Linked DNA regions of Sus scrofa: region 1 is linked to region 2. The links are chromatin contacts, called in public Hi-C maps. All regions are on one chromosome and are shown on one strand. The core of a region is the stretch at or near the end of the contact, and the rest is flanking DNA. Distances in the headings are between cores, read along the strand shown.

What was found. Hi-C and Micro-C count contacts between places; a contact is called where the count stands out from the background.
Region 1: a Hi-C map of liver shows a contact between it and region 2, with 4 times the contacts expected there. The contact joins two enhancer-like sites. A contact is called at or near these places in 1 of 5 promoter capture datasets (fetal liver) and 3 of 47 Hi-C or Micro-C datasets (heart right ventricle, liver and skeletal muscle).

The regions. Positions count from the first base shown.
Region 1 is chr6:170,492,784-170,498,188 of Sscrofa11.1, reverse strand. No RefSeq gene overlaps it. Among named protein-coding and RNA genes, the nearest start is that of NFYC, 9.5 kb to the right of the region's middle. Within about 2 kb of position 2,723, at least 5 of the 83 cell types and tissues checked have an H3K27ac peak or open chromatin away from gene starts, as enhancers often do. A contact at or near this core is called in fetal liver and liver, where this site is marked.
Region 2 is chr6:170,366,431-170,372,201 of Sscrofa11.1, reverse strand. KCNQ4 (potassium voltage-gated channel subfamily KQT member 4) reads left to right here. Exons shown (of 13, transcript XM_021096972.1): 2 at 3,105-3,195; 3 at 3,845-3,971; 4 at 4,178-4,353; 5 at 4,974-5,099; 6 at 5,506-5,616. Among named protein-coding and RNA genes, the nearest start is that of KCNQ4, 32 kb to the left of the region's middle. Within about 2 kb of position 4,406, at least 25 of the 83 cell types and tissues checked have an H3K27ac peak or open chromatin away from gene starts, as enhancers often do. A contact at or near this core is called in fetal liver and liver, where this site is marked.

The sequences.
Region 1 (5,405 bases), core at 1,474-3,973, 130 kb before region 2:
GTTAGACTTAAGGATTTAGTAATAGTTCCTCTGGTATTGGCCAGGACAAATGCTATTAGAAGAGTCATTTTTCTTTTTTGTTTGCACAGAACTTGGGGGAAGTTAAGACAGGCAGGGTTGAGAGCCACAGGTCTCTCTCTCCATCACCTTCTCTGAAAAAGAGGATGCAGAGGAGTTCCCGTTGTGGCTCAGTGGTAACAGGACTAGTATTCAGGAGGATTCAGGTTTGATCCCTGGCTTCACTCAGTGGGTTAAGGATCTGACATTGCCATGAACTGTGGTACAGATCACAGATGCGGCTTGGATCCCACGTTGCTGTGGCGTAAGCTGGAAGCTGCAGCTCTGATTTGACCCCTAGCCTGGGAACCTCCAAGTGCTGCAAGTGCAGCCCTAAAAAGAAAAAAGAGAGAGAGAGAGAGGATGCAGAGGTCCTAGTCCTTGTGCTCCCTCCCTTCCTAAACTCTACTATGCAGCAAGGGCACCCTTTCCTGGACCGTCCTTTGGGGCCTCTTGCCAACAGTGCTCATTGCTGTGTCCCCATCCCGTCACTCCAGAGCCCGTCCCTTCCAGCCACAACACAGTCAAGTTATCTTGAGAGGCAGGCGGTAAGTTCTCCATCACATAGCTCTAATAATTAGGGGAAGACGCGGAAGCAAGAGGAGTAAGAGGCTTTCTCTGGGTTTTCTCTAGCGTTTCCCTTGCTTCTGTCCCAACAACACCCCAGCAGAGAGCTTAGTGTGCTTCTCTGTGGTATCACCCCACTTGACAGCTGCAACAGCACACCTGGCAAGTTGGTCATGGTGGTCAGCTAATGGCCAGAAAGAGCTTGGAAGTTCAAACAGAAGTAAGTTATTTTGGAGAACTGGTTAGAAACGTGTTGGCTTAAAGGAGCCAAAGGGTAAGGCGGAGCCAACCAGAGATTAGGAGTTTGCAGGAAGCTTCCACCACCCCGAGGCCTGTAGGATCCAACGGAAGGGTGTTACTAGGTCCAGAAGTGCACTTGCTGCTTACACTAGTGGAATATTGCTTTTGAAATGATGCTGCTAACAGAACTTCCAGGGATCACTGGAGCCTGCAGCTACCCACTGCTGCCCCTCCTCCAGGAAACACTGATGGTTTCTGAGCCCACAACCACCAGCTGCTGCCAGAGTCTCCAGCAGATGTAGGAAGAAAATGGCTTCACCTCTTCTCTAGCCATGCTATCTCCAGCTGTCCAATTTCCCACCTGTACGTCCCATTGGCTGACTCTGACAGGAAGCCAGTTAACAAGGGGAGTCTGGAAAATGTAGTTTTTAGGGCACTTCAGGGCCTGGCACTCCAGTACAAAGCAGAGCATGCAAAGGTTAGAGTAGAGCTCAGAGGAAATGGGCAATTGACTGGCACAAATGCTATTGAAACTTACATCTGATTTTGGCACCTCAAAAGCTGTATGTATTGAACCCTAGTTGATTACCTCATCTCTCCATTTCCCCCTTTCTCACAGCCCCTGATTTCCTTTCCAGGATCCATGTGTTCCCAAGAGGCTGACTCCACTAGGGAAGGAGAGGTCTGAGCCAGACCACCCCATTGGCCAGAATGATTGGTTCAGGGTGGTCATATGAACTCAGCCTGCCCAATCAGAGTGAATCTCAGGAATTTCATCTTAGGAAGAAAGAGTAGCCTTGAAGACTAGGGGAGTAACTCTTAGGCACAGGTGGAAGCCAATGCTGCAGCCACCGCTCAGGAAGCGCTGGCACATTTGATCAGGCTCATGCCCCTCAGTGTGCCTAGTATTGGTCCCAAAGCAAGACTAATTTACAAGCATCACAGAAAACTCTAAAGAGAAAGTCTAGGAAACTGCCACTCTTCCCATGGTCACATCCTGGAACAGTGGCTTTAAAATATGGGAATACTTAATTTACAAAATAGCTCTAGGGTCTCTCGAAACTGAAACGGGTGTTCCCATTGTAGCTCAGTGGTAACAAACCTGAGTAGTATCTATGAGGACGAGCGTTTGATCCCTGGCCCTGCTCAGTGGGTTAAAGATCTGGCATTGCCTCGAGCTGCAGTGTAGTTTGCAGAAAAGGCTTAGATCCCATGTTGCTGTGGCTGTGGTGTAGGCTTGCAGTCACAGCTCTGATTTGACCCTTAGCCTGGGAATTTTTATATGCCACTGGTACGGCCCTAAAAAGACAAAACAAAACAAAACAAAAACCCCACAAACGAACAAATAAAAAGCTCCTCTTGACCCCATTCCAACTCCTACTTCCTTGAGTCAAAGCAGAGTAGATATAGTTGAATGGGACAAGAAGCAGAGCGGTGGTCTAGAGGTGAAATCTGTAGACGGAGAGGACCTTACCAAGACGGCAAGGAGTGGAGTTGGAAGGAAGCAGTCATCATGATTTGTATCAATGTATAGAAATCAGAACTGATTTCAACCCCCCAGGACTGCCTTCCTTCAGCTCCTGTTTTGACGGTCCTGCTCCCTGCCTCCCAAATCTTTTCTGGACTCTGGAGTCAGGTAAGCTCAAATTCAGCTCTGGCCCTGCTGTTTCTGAGCTGGCTAATTTGGGATACATTACATCTCTTCTTTAAGTTCCCTCATCTATACAATCAGTCTAATAAAACCTATTTCACCAAGTGGGATTAAGGATTAAATGAGATCAACCCACATTAGCTCATTGTCATCAAGACTTTCCCTGACCATTATGCAAAGCCCTACCCCCACTAGTAATCATTACCACTGTGACCACCTGTTGAGCAATCCTTCTGGGCCAGGCAATATGCTAGGGGCCTTACAAGCAGGGTTTCCAAGCCAAAAGGATTCCCTGGCACCTTCTCACTGCAGAATTTTCTCCTTCCGACAACTTAATTAATATTTTCAGAGTGTCTGCTTTGCACCAGGGAGTGGACTGGCTTACTTGAATGCATTCGTTCTACAGATGTTAATTAAATGCCTGCTACAGTGTTCGGAATCTCCTTGGTGATGGAAGGAACGGAACCCAAGATGAGAGTAGTAGCCCTGAACCCTGAAGGGCTCAGAATCTAGTCACGCAGTTAAATGCTATGTAACGAGGGTATTTTATAAAGGGTTCTTTCCTTCTAGCTTCCTTGGGGTTCCAGAGGCCATGGCTGACTATTTCTGATTCTGTTTTTCTAGCTTGACCTTTGAGCTCTAACTTCAGGACATTCCTTTGAGTTCTCAGCCCCCACGTGACCATCAGGATTCAGAGAGAATTTCTGTGTTCTCTCTCTCTCTCTGCCTGGGATCCCGCTCCAGGGAGAAGATACTTAACAGATGTCCAAAAGATAGGTAAACTGCTGGTCTGGCTCTTAACCAATGATCCTTTTGAACAATTCTTTGTGTTAATTCATTCATAGTCTCCTAATTGCCAAATCCAACTGACTTTTTGTCCCCTTGCAGATCTTTTGCCCCTTTTCTCTCTTTTTTGCATCATTATATTGTTTACTGTTCTTTGCAATTTTCATCTCTACAGCTCAGAGGGGTTACGTAACCTGTTCGATACTTTTTTTTTTTTTTTTTTTTGGCCGCACCTGTGGCATGTGGAAGTTCCTGAGCCAGGGATTGAACCTGCGCCACAGCTGCTGCAGTGACACCGCCCAATCCTTAACCCACTGTGCCACAAGAGAATGCCTGTAATGTGTTCAATTTATAAGAAGTAGAGTTGAGACTTGAACCTAGACTGCACCGACTCCAGAGCATATGCTGTAGCCAATACTCCACACTATCTTCCCAAGCAGACCACCTGTCCAACAGGCAGCCATTACCTGCATAGTTATTCAGATGTAAATGAAAATAAAACGAAGTAAAAAACTCAGTTGCTCAGTTGCATTAGCTGCCCTTGAGTGCTAAATAGCCACATGGGGCTGGTGGTTTTACTCTATTGCACGGCACAGATATAAATCATCTCCATCATCGTAGAAATGCCTGTTGGATAGCTCCAGTTCAGATATGGGATAGCATGGGTTAGGTAGGGTTCTGTCCACACCCCTTCACTTCCCCTCTCCCCCCTCATTTATTCTCAAGGAGGGGACAGCTGTTGTTTGGTCTGCCTAATTCTCCACTCTCACTTTTCTGGAAGTGTTACTTTGGCCCCCTACTTGCTATCATACCTTTACTCACAGGGTTCATATCGGCACATCCATGTTTATACAGGACGCTGCGCCCTCACAATAAGGTTGATTGGCTCAGGGACGGACATCTGGCTAAAGCCAGTCCAAGCAACAGCTCTTTCTCCCAAGTATTTGAAATTGAGCCTAAACGTCTCGTCACCTGACTGACCTCTTGAATGGAGGTGACCTGGGATCCACGGGGACCACATTTTCTTTGACACGGATCTGGAAGACTGGTCTGCAGGGAGATAAGGAAGTGACGAAACAGTGACACATGTTGGGGAGAGTTGGACCGAGGAGCCCAAAGGACATCAGGGCTCTGTGTCCGTCTCTCTGAGCTCTGCCTCCCTCTGCGACCTGCTTGCTCAGGCAGGCTCACTCCATAGAGCCGACAAGACAGCCACACACAGTTCTTTATCACTCATGACCTATGAAGAAAAATCTCGTCTCTCCTATATTTCACAACTTTGGGAAGGCTTTGTTTAGGTTAGTTTGGGTCATGTGCCCATCTGTTCAGAAACTGTGATCTGGGGGAGTTCCCCTCGTGGCACAGCGGAAACGAATCCGACTAGGAACCATGAGGTTGCGGGTTCCATCCCTGCCCTTGCTCAGTGGGTTAAGGATCTGGCGTTGCTGTGAGCTATGGTGTAGGCCGCAGATGTGGCTCAGATCCTGTGTTGCTGTGGCTGTGGTGTAGGCCAGCAGCAGTAGCTCTAATTTCGACCCCTAGCCTGGGAACCTCCATATGCTCCATGTGTGGCTCCAAAAAGCAAAAAAAAAAAAAAAAAAAAAAGCAACTGTGATCTGTCTTAGCAAAGGTTCCTAGAAAACAAAGCCTGAGGAAGGGATTAAGTGCTAAAGCTTTACGGGGGCTGCGCAGTCTTAAGGCGATGAGGATGAGGGTAGAGGGGAGGCAGGAGAGATGGGAAGCAATGCAAGGAAATGCTTTTGCTGCCACTTCTTTACCTGAGCTGTGAAGGGACACATCTAGTCTCTGGACAGATCTACCCACTTGGCCTATAGACAAGGTTGCTTCTAGACAGGTTGTACAGAGAAATTGTACCTTGAAACAGTCTATCAGAGGAAGGAAGAGAGAGTGGATTTTTCTTCCATTAATCATAGTTTGTGGAGTTCCCACTGTGGCACAGTGGGTTCAGGATCCGGGGTCAGCCCAAGTCATAGCTGCCCCTTGAATTCGATCCCTGGCCAGGGAACTTCCACACCCCTTGGGTGCGGCCATAAAAAAAGAAATCAGTCTGCCCTATGGGCAGTTCAGCTCCCCTGTGGGCAGT
Region 2 (5,771 bases), core at 3,157-5,656:
TCGGATCCTGCATGGTTGTGGCTGTGGCTGTGGTGTAGGCTGGCAGCTGCAGCTCCAATTCGACCCCTAGCCTGGGAATTTCCATATGTCTCCGGTGTGGCCATAAAAAGAGAAAAAAGAAATTGCTAAAAGATGGGATGTGGGGGGGGAGGGACAGGAAGAGTCAAGTGTAAGCCCCCGGTGCTCAGTCTGAGACGCTGGGTGGAAGGTGGTACCACCCCTGGGACGGGGAGCTTGGAGAAGAGCAAGATCTGAGGGTAAAGAGAGGGTTTGCTTTTGGACATGTTCAGTTTGAGAGGCCCCTGGACATCGGAGAGGAGACCCTGAGCAGACGTCGGGCAGGTGAGCTGACTCAGGAGAGAGGCTGCCACACCCTCACACCTGCCAAATGGCCAAGGCTCTTGTGGTAAAGGGGTGGGGACAGGATTTAAAGGGGATTTTTCCCCTGTTTGTATTTTTAAGGAAATGCACTTAAAAATTGATAATAGGTTTTTATCACCCAGGCAGCCCATGTGTCAGCTTTGTGTGTGTGTGTTTCTGTCTTTTCTAGGGCCGCATCCCTGACATGTGGAGGTTCCCAGGTGAGGGGTCTAATCAGAGCTGCAGCCGCCGGCCTACACCACAGCCACAGCCACACCAGATCCGAAATGCGTCTGCGACCTACACGATAGCTCACGGCAATGCCGGATCATTAACCCCTGAGCGAGTCCAGGGAGCGAACCCGCAACCTCATGGTTCCTAGTCGGATTTGTTTCTGCTGCGCCACGACGGGAACTCCAAAAGCAAATCACTCTTGATTTTGGCACCCAGGATCAGCCCTGCTAACTCTTGGGATGTGTGTGTATATATAAAATCTCTATTGTAAAGTTGGGATCACTTTGGTTTAAGGGTCAATAATCTGCCTTCTTCGCTTAACCTCTTGTGAACCTACGTATTATGGATGTGTAATTATTGACATGGAAGGAAGTACTGAGAAGAAAAATTCTTGAAACACTTAGCAGGAGGCCCTAAACTGACCCACGTACCTGAGGTTATGAGGTCAGCTGAGCGATGGGACGAAGGACTTCGGCCCAGGACTAGGGTGAAGGGAATTCCCGGTCGTGGTGCAGTGGTGAACGAATCCGACTAGGAACCATGAGGTTGCGGGTTCGATCCCTGCCCTCGCTCAGTGGATTAACGATCCGGCGTTGCCGTGGGGTGAAGGCCCATCACGGTTTGGCTGCAGCCCTTTCCAGAGGAGGGGGCTGGGTGGGACGCCCTCAGGAGGACCCCTCTGTCGGTGGGCGTCTCCATCCGCGGTAGATGTGGCCGCTGCAGCCGCGTTTCTTGCGGTTAATTATTGAACACGAGGAGCTGCTGCTCACCCCCCGCCCTCCCCGGGCTTTCTGTCTGCGCTGACTCAGCTCTTGCCTGGAACTGGCCAGGGAGACCTCCCCACCACGCACGCATCCAGAAGCCTTCCCCCCCTCCCCCTGGGGCATGTGCTGGGCTGGCCGCCTCCGCCTGGGGCATGTGCGTCCAGGGCACTGTAAGGGGGCCTGGGTGGAGCCGCCCCTTTCCCACGTCTTCCCATTCCCCTCCTCCATCAGCCCCATTTTACAGATGATGAAACTGGCTCAGAGAAGACAGGCGACTTGCCCAGTGTGACACATACAGCAGGACTGGAATTTGAACCCGGGTCTCTCTGACTCCGAGCCCATGGCCCTGCCATGTAGACAGTGACTTGGGAGGCAAGGCGGGGAGGGGCAGTTCGGAGGCGAGAGTGGGGGGCGGTGCATGAGCGCGGGCCTAGGGGAGCATGCGCGGAGGGGCTCCGCAGGCCCCCACGGCGAGGTGCTGGAGGCAGAATGCAGTCCGGGTGGGGACCCTCTGGGAACAGGGGGCGGAGGCTGCGGGTCAGTTCGCAAGGGATGCGTCTCCCCCGAAGCCCGTTCCCTCGGGAGTCTCTTCCAGAAGCGCTGCGTGTCCAGCACACCCGCATCAAAAGGAGGAGCGCGTCCCGGAGGCCAGCCCCCCCCCCCCCGCCCCGTTCCTTTCGCTGCATCTGCAGCCGGTGCCCCACATCCCGGCCTCTCTCACGTATTTACATACTCCCTGAGGCCAACAGCTTCTCTCCACATGCCCTTTCCCCTCTCCCCATCCACCGGGAAGTCGGGAAGCCTGGCTCTAGCACCTTGGTCCTGGACGTCCTGGGCGACCTTGGGTGAATCCCTTTCCCTCTCTGGGCCTGAGTTTCCTCACGTGTGCAATGGGGGTTGAGGGAGGTGTTGGATGGGTTGGAGTCTAAAGTTCCTTCCGGAGTTCCGTTGTGGCTCAGTGGAAATGAACCTGACTAGTGTCGGTGAAGATGAGGTCTGGTCCCTGGCCTTGCTCAGTGGGTTAAGGATCCCGCGTTGCTGCAGCTGTGGCTGTGGTGTCAACCGGCAGCTGCAGCTGCAGCTCCGATTAATCTCCAGGTGTGGCCCTAAAAAGCAAATAAATAAATAAAAGAGAGAAAGAAAAAAGTTCCTTCCATTTCGAGAGGTCTGGGGCTGGGCCACTTGGTAGTTTACCACTGCCCTCCAGGGAGTTCCAGGCCTGGACGGCAGGGCTCCCCGCTGCCTGACTCCTCTCTCCAGAACCTCTCCCCCTCTGCATCCTCCCCTCCCTGTCTTTCCTTCCGTAGCTGTCTCAGTGATTAATTCCATAAGAACCCACGAAGGCAGAGGCCATTGTCCTCATTCTGCAGATGAAGCCACGCTTCTGTCACCTTGGACTTCATTGGGAAGGGAGGGTGCTCCTGGGTCTGTTCCTCAGCCAGCCCAGACGGACTGCCACTCACAGCTCAGTGACCACCTCTGTGAGCTGCAGCTGCATCGAGGGCAATTGGGAGGACTCTAAGGTGTCTGTGAGCTCAGCAGCCTGGAGCTTGGGGGCGTCTCTCTTTGGTGTGCAGCACAGAGCCACACCTCCAAATATCTCTGACTCTTATTCTACCTTCCAGATTATCCTTCTGCAGTAATGCTGCCCTCCTCCTCCTCTGACCCTGCAGCCCCCTGCCAGAGGCTCCTCAGCTGTCCTGTCCATCCAGCACTCTAACCCTCTCCTTCATGCTGCTCTTGCAGATTTTTGCTCGTCTTCAGCTGCCTGGTGCTGTCCGTGCTGTCTACTATCCAGGAGCACCAGGAACTTGCCAACGAGTGTCTCCTCATCTTGGTGAGTGCTGGAGTCTGGGTCGGAGGGAGGCTGTGTGGAAAAGCACCTCTGGGCTGAGGAGGGAGAAGTGGAGAGAGGCTTCGTATACCCTGGCTCAGAGAACGGCTTGCTGTGCTGTGTTCCCGGAGCTGGTGGCTGCCCCTTTCTTGGCTGCATCCCCTGCTGTGTAGCAGGTGATAGGAGAGCCCCTGCCTCTATGCCAGGGCTTATGCTGGGCCCAGAGGAGAGGAGAGGAGACCCCCTCCTCTTCAGGACCAAGGCTGCTAAAGCCATCCCCGGTGTGGCAGGGTCCCTCCGCTAAGCAGGAGCACCTCAGAGGGGCACAGTGACAGACAACCAACCCTTATGTCACCTGGTCAAGGTTACCAGGCTGCGATGGCTGGGAGGGCAGTGAGGAGCAGAAAAACCCAGACAGCTCATGGGGACACAAGGGAGGACAGACTTGGTCTTTCCGTCTCTTTGGAAGATGGCCTAGAAGAAGTCACTTGCCTTCTGGAATCTTTCTCAGGTCCGTCCAGGTGTAAGAACCTCAGGGAGAGGTGGCCTGAGAAAATCCTAGTACCCCTAATCTAGGGGCTCTGGGCTGGGTGGGTGCTGTGTGACCTGGGCTGGGTCCTGAAGAGTGGGGACCGGGCCCCTGATCCCACAGGAATTCGTGATGATCGTGGTGTTTGGCCTGGAGTACATCGTCCGTGTCTGGTCTGCTGGATGCTGCTGCCGCTACCGAGGATGGCAGGGCCGCTTCCGTTTTGCCAGAAAACCCTTCTGTGTCATCGGTAATGGGCCTGCCCCCGCGCCTGACCCTTGACCCCAAGCTCCAGGGTCGACACCCTGACCCCAGGACCCTGGCTGCTGACACAGACTTCACGGACCTTCCTAATCGCGCCCTCGGCCCCGGGAATCCCCGACCTCGGGTCCAGGCCCGGGGGAGGTTGCCTCCCCGGCGCGGGCCCTGACTTCGCCCCTCGCCCCGCCCCTGCAGACTTCATCGTGTTCGTGGCCTCGGTGGCCGTCATCGCCGCGGGTACGCAGGGCAACATCTTTGCCACGTCTGCGCTGCGCAGCATGCGCTTCCTGCAGATCCTGCGCATGGTGCGCATGGACCGCCGCGGCGGCACCTGGAAGCTGCTGGGTTCGGTGGTCTACGCGCACAGCAAGGTGAGGCCGCGCGGGGACCGGGGGCGGGGCGGGGCGGGGCGAGGGGCGGGAGAGGGGCGGGACCGGGCCTGGGCCGGCAGCCGGGAGGGCGGGGCGAGGCCAGGGACAGACGCAGGGAGGGCGGGGCGAGGGGCGGGGCGGGGCCCGAGGGCCAAGGCTTCAGAGTCTCGTCGGGAAGTTTCTGGGTTCGGGGATCTACGCTTACAGCGAACTGGGGAGCTGGAACGGGTTCTGAGGGTGGCGCTGGGGCGGGACAGGAGGTGGGACCGGATGGCAGCCTGAAAGTGGGGCCTGGGGAGCGGGGCAAGGTAGGCTTGGGGTTCGGGGGCCGAGCGGGGAACCTGGAAGGTCAAGGGTAGCGCCAAGGTTTTGTGAGGCCTGGGTGTTCAGGAAAAGCAGGGCGGGTCTCCTTGGAGGCAGCTGCTGAGAAAGGCGGGCAGGGCCCCCGCCAGGGACCTCCGAGAGGTGGGTATTTTTTATCCCCTTTCAGAACCCCTCCCGGAGACGGTTCTGGGAGCCTTCCACCTCCTGACGTGTGCCAGGTGGGCACAGCGTCCCTTGCTTCCTCACGCCCCTCCGTCTGGGTCCTTGCTGTGGTCTCATCGGTGGCTGCCCCACAGGAGCTGATCACCGCCTGGTACATCGGGTTCCTGGTGCTCATCTTTGCCTCCTTCCTGGTCTATCTGGCTGAAAAGGACGCCAACTCCGACTTCTCCTCCTACGCCGACTCACTCTGGTGGGGGACGGTGCGTGAGGGTCTGTGCAGGGCGGACCTTCTCCCTGGGACCCTTCTCGGCCCGATCATTGTGACCCCGACTCAAGGACCTGTCTCTGTCCTCTCGGCCAGGGCTGGGACCCCCTGTGACCAGCCCCTGTATTGGTCCCCCAGCTTGCCTCAGGGGACCAGTTTGTACCCCCATCTGGGTCCCTTGTGACCTGTACACACACACACACACCCACCCCCCTCCCCCCGCCTCCAGCACAGGAGATGGGGAGAATCAAGTTATGCCTCTAACCAGCCCCTCTGCCAAGTCCTCGACTTGTCCCTCTGGGCACCCATGAGGACCCCTCCCTTATGATCAGGCTTCCGGGTTCCTGTGCCCTGACAAGCCCCTGTGACCAGCCCTGCAGGTGACTTGTTTGTGTCCCCAGATTACACTGACGACCATCGGCTATGGTGACAAGACGCCACACACCTGGCTGGGCAGGGTCCTGGCTGCTGGCTTTGCCTTACTGGGCATCTCCTTCTTTGCCTTGCCTGCTGTGAGTGCCCTTCCACGTAGGATGGCCTGGCCTGGGGGAGGGTATCCTGGGGGTAGAGCCTGCTAAGCCCCTCTCCAGCATTTGCATGGGCGGTGGGGACACCTCGGATGGACAGGGGTGAGGCACCTTTGCTGTCTCTGGGTTTTTTGTTTTTG